Regions from separate parts of the Oryctolagus cuniculus genome. Here region 2 is linked to region 1. A link is a contact called in public Micro-C data. All regions are on one chromosome and are shown on one strand. The core of a region is the stretch at or near the end of the contact, and the rest is flanking DNA. Distances in the headings are between cores, read along the strand shown.

Region 1 (4,189 bases), core at 1,403-3,902:
TCTTCATTAAAGTGTCCTACACACGGAGAAGGTAGCATGCGAGCCCACACACAGCTCTGTGGGCAGAGGCTGAGGGCTCAGTACGTGCCAGGCACACAGTAGGGACACAGAAGGCGACAGCCTGGGATTCTGAGCATGGGGTGCCGCTGAGGGTGGCCCCGTGAGCTGGGGCAGGGCTCTGGCTCCCAAGACAGGGGGCACGTGGCGGGAGGGGCTGCGTTACCAGCAGCTCCTGGGGCTTGATGGAGTTGTCCGTGTAGATGCACAGCTTCTCGGCCGTCAGCGGGATGGTCTCTTTCAGCTTGGAGGCCAGAAACATGCACACGGCCCCCAGCAGCTGCAGATGGGTCTTGGGGGTCGGCACCCCGGCCAGGAAGCGGTCCAGGTAGTTCATGGCCAGCGGGAAGACCTCCTCCTCACACTTCTGTTCCTCACAGACCTGCGGTGGGCACGCACAACAGGGGTGGGCGACACACAGGACAGTGTCCACAGAGGGAGGGAGGGAGAGAGAGAGAAGCAGAAAGAAAAAGTTCATTTCTGCAAAGTTTTTTTTTTTTTTCTTGCGGGAAGAGGGAGGGTACTAACGCTGGGGAAACTGAGGCAAGTGTCCGCAGCCCGGGGCGCGCGGTCGCTGGCAGCTGGGAGCGGGGCCGCGGGCGCGCGCGGCGGCCGCCGCTCCCTTCTCTGCGCACTCGGAACTCACTCACTCTCTTTTTTGGATTTCGTCATCTTTTCAAAAAATCAATAAAAATATTCTGGAGCCTCCGGGGGTCTACTTCTTGGCCCCATCCGGATGCCCAGACCCTGCTCTACCATTCCCGACAATTGAAAAAAATGCCCGAGGGGGTCCGGGCTGCCCAGGGGCCGCTAATGGGGGGGTGGGTGGGGAGAGTTGGGGAGAGAGGGGGAGGGTGTAGAGGAGGAAGAGCCGCGGCGCCGGCGCTCGGAGCAGGGGGGCACGCCTTCAAAAAATAATTAAAAATCGAGGAAATACCCCAGCAAAGCCCTTTTGGCGTGAAAACCCCCCAGAGGATCCAGGCTCCCTGGCACGCGGGTTTCGGGGGCTGCAGCGGGCTGCATCTCGACCCCCGGGGCTGCGGATCCCGCGGGGGAAACTCGCAGCGGCTGAGAGCCGCGGCGGGAGTGTCCGGCGGCGGCCCACAGGCGCAGAGCTGGGGACGTGGTGACCACCGGGCAAGGACCGGGGCCCGGGGGGCTCCGGCTGCCAGCCGAGGGGCGCCCCGCATTCCGCCTCAAGGACACACACACACACACACACACCTCCTCCTCCTCCTCCTCCCCCCGACCCTACCCCGCCCAAGCCTCCGCAGCGAGGAAGCTGGGAAGCCAAACTGTAAGTAACCTCCCCGAGGCGGGGGTCGGGGGCACGGGCACGGCCGCGAGGGCCTGCCGCGGTCTGGGGGTGCGCGGGGGCGCGGGCGGCGGTTCCCGGGCTCAGCAGCCCGAGTCTGGAAAGCAACATGGCGAAACCACGGCAGGTCCAGAGCCGTGCATACGTGGGCACGGGGCTCGCAAGACGCAGACTTGCAGCGAGGCGAAAGAAGTGGTTCTTTTTGGGTTCCCCTAAAACACACGCTTTTCCAGGGCGACTTCCGGGGCTCCCGAACTCCCCGTTTCTCTCCTTCCCCCTCCTCCTCCTTCCTCCCCCTCCCCCCCGAAGTGCCAACGCGGAGTCGCGACCACACGCGGGGACCTGAGGCTAGGGCGAACGGGCTCCTGCCTTGGCGGGGGTCGGGGGGCTGCTTTCGGACCCGGGGTCCCCGTTTCAAGCTCCCACTCCCTTCCTTGCCATTGCTTCGAGAAAGACAGGTCGGCGGGGGAGGGGGGCGCCGAGGAAGCCACATGCACGCAGCACGCGCGCGGGATGCTCCCCCCCCCCCCCACCCCGGGCCAGCCGCGTTTCTCCCAGATTTTCCTCTCCCTCCTCGCCCCCCCCCACTCCCCGGGACCGGGAACAGAAATGCGGCCACGCGTCTCGCCCAGGGGCGCGGGACACCCTCGCGCAGCCGAGCTGGGAGGCCAGCGCCAGGGTGGCCCTCTTTCAGACTTAGGGTCCGAGCGTGGGGGGCCCCTGGCAGCCCTACCTCCAGCATCCAGGTGGCCACCATCCTGCGCATGTAGGGCTGGATGTCCTTCTGCACGCACTTGAAGTAGGAGCACTGGGGAAGGTAGCGTTCCTCGATGGTGAGCAAGTTCTGCAGGACGCGGTCGTCCAGCAGGTTGCGGTCCGGCACGGCCCTGCGGACCGGGTCCACCTCGCAGCACAGCAGCTCCATGGCCAGCCGGGCGACCCTTCGTTCCCCTGCCTTCTCCGGACTGCAAAAGTTAGGTTTTTTTTTTTTTTTTGGAGGGGGAGGGGAGAGAGTTCCCCTTACCTCCTTCCTTTGGCTAAATAGGGAGTTTTCGGGGGGCGAGCCGAGGGCAGAGGGAGAAGCGGAGGAGCCGAGAGGAAGGGCTGGGCGGTGGGCGAGCAGAGCCTCGGGGGCTGCCTGCCTCGCACCCGTCCTCCCCTCAAACTTGTCTCGCTCTCTCCAGCTCGCTCTCTTCGCCTCAGAGGCAGTGACGCAAGCTGGCTGGGCAGTTGGTTCTCCTCCCTCTCCTCGCTCCCCTCTCGGGTTCCTCCTCCCCTTCCCTCCCCTCCCGCCCCTCCTCTCCTCCTTTCAACCTCTCCCTCCTCCCTTCCCCTCTTGTTATTAAGGAGAACGGCAGCTGGCCCGACCCAACTTCAAACGCGGCCCCCGCCCCCCCACCCCACCCTGCTCCGAGGCCCTCTCGCTGCATCCGCGAGCGAGTCGGGGGCCCCGGAGAGGGGGACCCACGGAAACCCACCGACTCCTCTCTCCTCGCTCTGATTCTGCACACTCCGTGGGCGCGTCGCATCCAAAGACTACCCTCCAACCGTGCTTTCCGCGAAATTGATGCTAATATTTCTGCCCACGTCTTCCAGCCCCAGGAATGGAGGGCAGATGGCGGAGGGTGGGTGGGCTCAATTGAGAAAGACCCTTTAGGTGAGGGGACTTAGAAAACAGCAACCTCGCATAGCCGGAGGTGAAGGTTATGTCCCTCAAGTTTATGCTCCTGATAACCTGGAAGCTGTTGCAAAAGCCTAATTAAAGGGACCGGAGCAACGTCGCCCACCCCCACCCCCCACTACCCCCTTGCAGCTGTCTGTGGAGAGGAAGAAGAGGAAAGAGTGGGTGTTAGGACGGAGGGGGCCGCTTTTCTGGTTGGATAGCGACTACGACCCTCAAGTTGAAGGCAGGATGCTCTTGGGGGCGCTGCGGGTGCCACTGGCCACACGGCGCAGCGCCCCGGGTGCGAGGGGCCGTGAGCAGGGCCGCCAGCGGTTTCTGGGCGGCCGGCGGCCACGCAGGAAAAAAAAACCCGCTTCCTCGCCCCGGCATCTGCCCACAAGCCGCCCGAGGTGTGTGCGAGAGCGTGGCCGCGCTGATACCGCTTTCTAGGAAATAGCCCGGGGGGAGGGGGCGAGGGAGGGACACGCTCGGGCTCCCCCCTCCGCCGACACCTTTCCCCGGAGGCCCCATGCTGCCTCCCTGCGTGGGTCCTTCGCCCGCATCCTCAGCGACCCCTCCGGGTCCGCGCCTCTCTCGCGGGCCAGGGCTTTCTCCGGATGGAGACGCTGCCAGCGCGGTCAGCCCTGACACGTGCTCGAACGCATCCTGGGGTCAAGGCTGTTTCTCCCGGGGACACGGTGGCGTTTCCTCGCCTCCTTCCTCCCGCCACCCCCGCCACAGCCTGTCTTTTCGGTGCATTTTACGGGGTGGGGGGTAGAGAAGGGGCGCGCGTTGGGCGCCCCCAGCGCCGAGGCCCAGCTGGCACGTGCACCGAGCGTGGCGTGGGACGGGGCAACCCGGGCACGGCGAGGCTGCGCCACTGCCCGCCGCTCCGAGAAAGGGGGCCCAAGCAGGGGCGCGGAGAGCCGCGGGGAGCGGGGAGGGGGGGGTGGAGGCCGGGCTGGGTGAGCTGTTCACTGGGTTCCCAGCACGGCGGCGGGGGAGCGAGGGAACCAGAGGTGCACGCGCCGCACTCGGGCCCCGGAGGCAGCCCCTTTAAACGAGGGTGGGGCGGAAGGGGTGGCTGGGGGGGAGGGGGATATCGCTTTAAAAGGGTGAGTAAGAGTTTGGGGCGCCGTCTCCCCTCCCTCTAT
Region 2 (3,868 bases), core at 1,101-3,600, 240 kb after region 1:
TGTCTACAAAAAGGGTCCCACAGTCCTTTGCCAGCCTGGGCTCTCCAAGCTGAGCAGGAGCATCCCTGGGATGCTGGTCCCTGGGCATGGGTACCATACATACTTCGTGGTTCTCTGCCATACCCTTCCCCAGCCATTGAGCTAATGGGCACCTCTTCCTGGACCGTCCTGTGTTGGGATGTGCAGAGAGAATGACGGAAGACAGAAGTCAGTGAAGTACAGTGAGTAAGGATTGCGTGAGCCTGTTTGTGGAGGATTCTTTGAGGAGCAAAGTATAAAGCAAAAAACTGTATTTGGTGCAAGGAGGACACCCTCAAACCCGTTTCTTCCTCCCCAGGCCCATGGCTTTGTAGGGGAAACAGGCCCCTTATGCACCCTTGTGAGTGACTGTGGGGACTGGGACAGGAAGATGCATCCAAATTGGCAATGAGATTTTTTTTAGGGGGAGAGAAGTGGGATGCAGGACTTAGGGAGGGGATGAAAGACGACAGTAGGTGTATGGTGAAGATTTCATTTTCAAAATGTTTATTTATTTGAAAGGCAGGAGAGAGGGAGGGAGAAGGAGAGGGAGGGAGAGGGACAGAGAGACGATTCCAGACACTTCAATATGGGGTGTTGGTGTCCCAAACTGGCCTCTTAATGCCTGAACCAAATGCCTGCCCCAGATTTTATTCTTTTCAAAGATTTATTCATTTATTTGAAAAGCAGAGGTCCAGAAAGAGTGGGAGATACACACACACCACACACACACACACACACAGATGTTTTACTTGCCAGTTCACTCCCCAAATGGCTGCAACAGCTGGGGCTGGTCCAGGAAAAGCCAGGAGCCCAGAACTCTGTCCAGGTCTCCTACATGGGTGGCAGGAGCCCAGGCATTGGGCCATCTGCTGCTTTCCCAGGCGCATTAGCAGAAAGCTGGATTGGAAGTGGAGTAGCTGGGATTCATACTGGGGCTCGTATGGAATGCCGACATTGCCAGTGGCAGTTTAACCTATCATGCTACAATGTGCCCCGCCCCCTCCACTGTGTCCCCCCACCCCCTGTCACCTGGTTTCATTTTTTTTAAAGATTTATTTATTTATTTGAAAGTCAGAGTTACACAGAAAGAGGAGAGGCAGAGAATGAGAGAGAGAGAGAGAGAGAGAGAGAGAGAGAGAAAGTCTTCCATCCACTGGTTCGCTCCCCAATTGGCCACAACGGCCAGAGCTGAGCCGATCCAAAGCCAGGAGCCAGGAGCTTTTTCCGGGTCTCCCACATGGATGCAGGAGCCCAAGGACTTGAATCATCCTCCACTGCTTTCCCAGGCCATAGCAGAGAGCTGGATCAGAAGTGGAGCAGCCAGGTCTCGAACCGGTGCCCAAATGGGATGCCAGTACTTCAGGCCAAGCCGTTAACCCGCTGTGCCACAGCGCCAGCCCTGACCTGGTTCCATTTGTAAAGGATGTTATTTTCATAAAGAAGGAGGAGAAGAGTAAAAGGGAGCAGGAGGAGGACGAGGAGAGAAAGGGGACCCTGCTTAAGTAACCTTAAAGATCAGCTCTCTTGCCCTGGGCTTTTGGAAACAAAGGCATATCCAACACTGCATACCCAGCACGGGGACTGGACTGGGCAGTGGCCCCAGCAACCCTGGAGAGAGGGTCTATGACCTATGGAAGAACACGGGTAGGGTGAGAAATTCCAGCCTTCCTAACAGCGGGCCTGGGCAGCCCCATCTGAAAACAGGGGGTAAGAAGAACGGGCTCGGGGGAAATATGGGCGGTGGTTGTCCCCCGGATGGAAGGCAGAGCACCTTGGTGAAGGGCAGCCGCACATGCCCAGTTTGAACAAGTGCCACAGAGAGGGCCCGCAGGCAGGATGGGGTCCCTCTTCCCTCGTGGGTCCAATGACCCCTGACTCGAACCCAGGCACCCTGCCAGCCCAAGGCAGTCCTACAGCCAGCACTCCCCAGGCTGCCCCAGGATACCGCCGTCGTACGTGTACAAGACGTTTCGACACCACAGTTGTTAGCTCCACAGTCGTGGGATGTTCACAGGGCCCGACACCTGGGGAGAGGAGGCAGGCGACCTGCCAGCTCAAATACCTGTCCTGGGGCCCTGGGGAGGAGAACGCGTAGGGAGCAGGCAGCGATGGAGCTGGAGGGGCCGGGCCAGATCTGGGATGATAAGGTAAGACTGCAGGTTGCCACCAGCCCAGGCAGGGACTCGTTTGCCTGGAAACTTGGGCCCCCCAAGAATGGGTGCAGCCATGTAGTTTGCTTCTCACAGTCCCCCGCTATCTGCCTGCTAGGGGACAAGAGGTGGCTGTGCGATGCGGCGGGTTGTGGGCTGCCCAGGGGCAGCTGTTCTTGCCCTGGCGGGAGGGCGGTGTCCTGAGAGGCAGGATGGTACCGGGGAGGCCTGCTGTAGGCCCGTGCACAGTGGCTGGATGAGCACCCTGGAACCCAGTGCTCCCGGGCACTGATTTCTTATCTCCAGCTTCCAGGGGTTGGCCAGGCCCTCTGTGCCTCTGCTGATGCATCAGCGACAGCCTCTGCCTTCGGCACAGACCCTATTGAATCTCCTAAAAGGAGGGACCAGGACCACCATGTGTCACTCCATCTTGGCTTTTTGCTGTGTGTTGGGAACAACCACCTGACCCTGCTCTACCTTGGAGGCCCCCAGCCCCATCTAAGCTCCTGGTCTATGAAGAACAGAGATAGACCCAGAGATTGTGCCCACCTTGACCATGGAGCGTGAGAAAGCTGGCCTCTCAAGGATGAAAATGGATTGCTCAGGGCAGAGACAGAGGCCAAGTGTGCTAGTTGTCCCCAGGACCTATTGCCCCCAGCGTCTGTAGAAGCAGAGTCCTAAATTGGAGGACTGATAACCTAAACAGAGAAAAGAAGACATTCCTCAGCCTACTTGGTGGCTAGTGGGATTTTGTGGCAGTGCTGTGTGTGGGTTCTGGGAACTGTCCCGAGGGGAAACAAGGGTGTTTGTCCCTACTGCTGCTTTGTCTCTGCAGCCGCCATGAGGCAGGAGGCAGGAGGCAGGAGGTAGAGAGAATAGCCTGCTGGGTGGGAGGACCGTGGGTCCTGATCCCCCTAGGGAGCTCCCTTAGTGTCCTAAACTACCTGCCTCCAACTTTTTCCAGGAGATGATGCAGTAAGTCTCATTTTGTTTAAGACAATAGTATTTTGGGTTTCTGTTGCCTGCAGCCAAATATAAACCCAAGTGTTGTAAGTAGATAGTGGGTAATGCATTGAGAAGGAATAGCCGGTTCTAGTGATGTGCTAGGTTAGGGTGGGCTTTGATTGGTGCGGGAGAAAGGATCAGGTAATTTTGAGCCTGTAGCTCAAGGATGGATCCTAGAACCCTAAGCAAGGACCTAATGAAGAGATCTCTGCCTTTATTGAATAAAAAGTAGAACTATCTGTAGGGGAGGTCACTGCCCACAGTGAACAGGCTGGGTAGCACTAAGCTCCGTGTCCACCCAGGATCGGGAAGAAGGGGAGGGAAAACTCACAACACATACGTCATCAGTTGGGCATCAAATAGCAACTTCTCAGGTGGCAGGAAGGGACAGGAGCCTTTTAGGACGGGAAAGGACGGGGACACCATTGTGGCATAGAGGGTAAAGCTGCCGCCTTCAGTGCCGGCATCCCAAAAGGTGCTGGTTCGAGTCCTGGCTGTTCCACTTCCAATCCAGCTCTCTGCGATGGCCTGGGAAAACAGTAGAAGATGGCCCAAGTCCTTGGGCCCCTGCACCCACGTGGGAGACCCAGAAGAAGCTCCTGGCTCCTGATCAGCCCAACTTCAGCTGTTGTGACCAATTGGGGAGTAAACCAGTGGATGGAAGACACCTTTATCTCCCTCTCTCTCCTCTC

The links. A called contact is a pair of places that touch in the nucleus more often than the background predicts.
Region 2: a contact with region 1 is called in a Micro-C map of ear pinna, with 4 times the contacts expected there. The contact joins the enhancer-like site here to the promoter of CCND2 in region 1. A contact is called at or near these places in 5 of 6 Hi-C or Micro-C datasets (ear pinna, embryonic fibroblasts, liver and 2 more).

What each region holds. Positions count from the first base shown.
Region 1 is chr9:105,154,837-105,159,025 of mOryCun1.1, forward strand. CCND2 (cyclin D2) reads right to left here and starts at 2,653. Exons shown (of 5, transcript XM_002712830.5): 1 at 2,106-2,653; 2 at 224-439. The coding sequence starts at 2,297. LOC108177000 (a long non-coding RNA gene) reads left to right here and starts at 919. Exons shown (of 5, transcript XR_011378988.1): 1 at 919-1,354.
Region 2 is chr9:105,393,596-105,397,463 of mOryCun1.1, forward strand. No RefSeq gene overlaps it. Among named protein-coding and RNA genes, the nearest start is that of PARP11, 120 kb to the right of the region's middle. Within about 2 kb of position 2,351, at least 1 of the 8 cell types and tissues checked has an H3K27ac peak or open chromatin away from gene starts, as enhancers often do. A contact at or near this core is called in ear pinna, where this site is marked.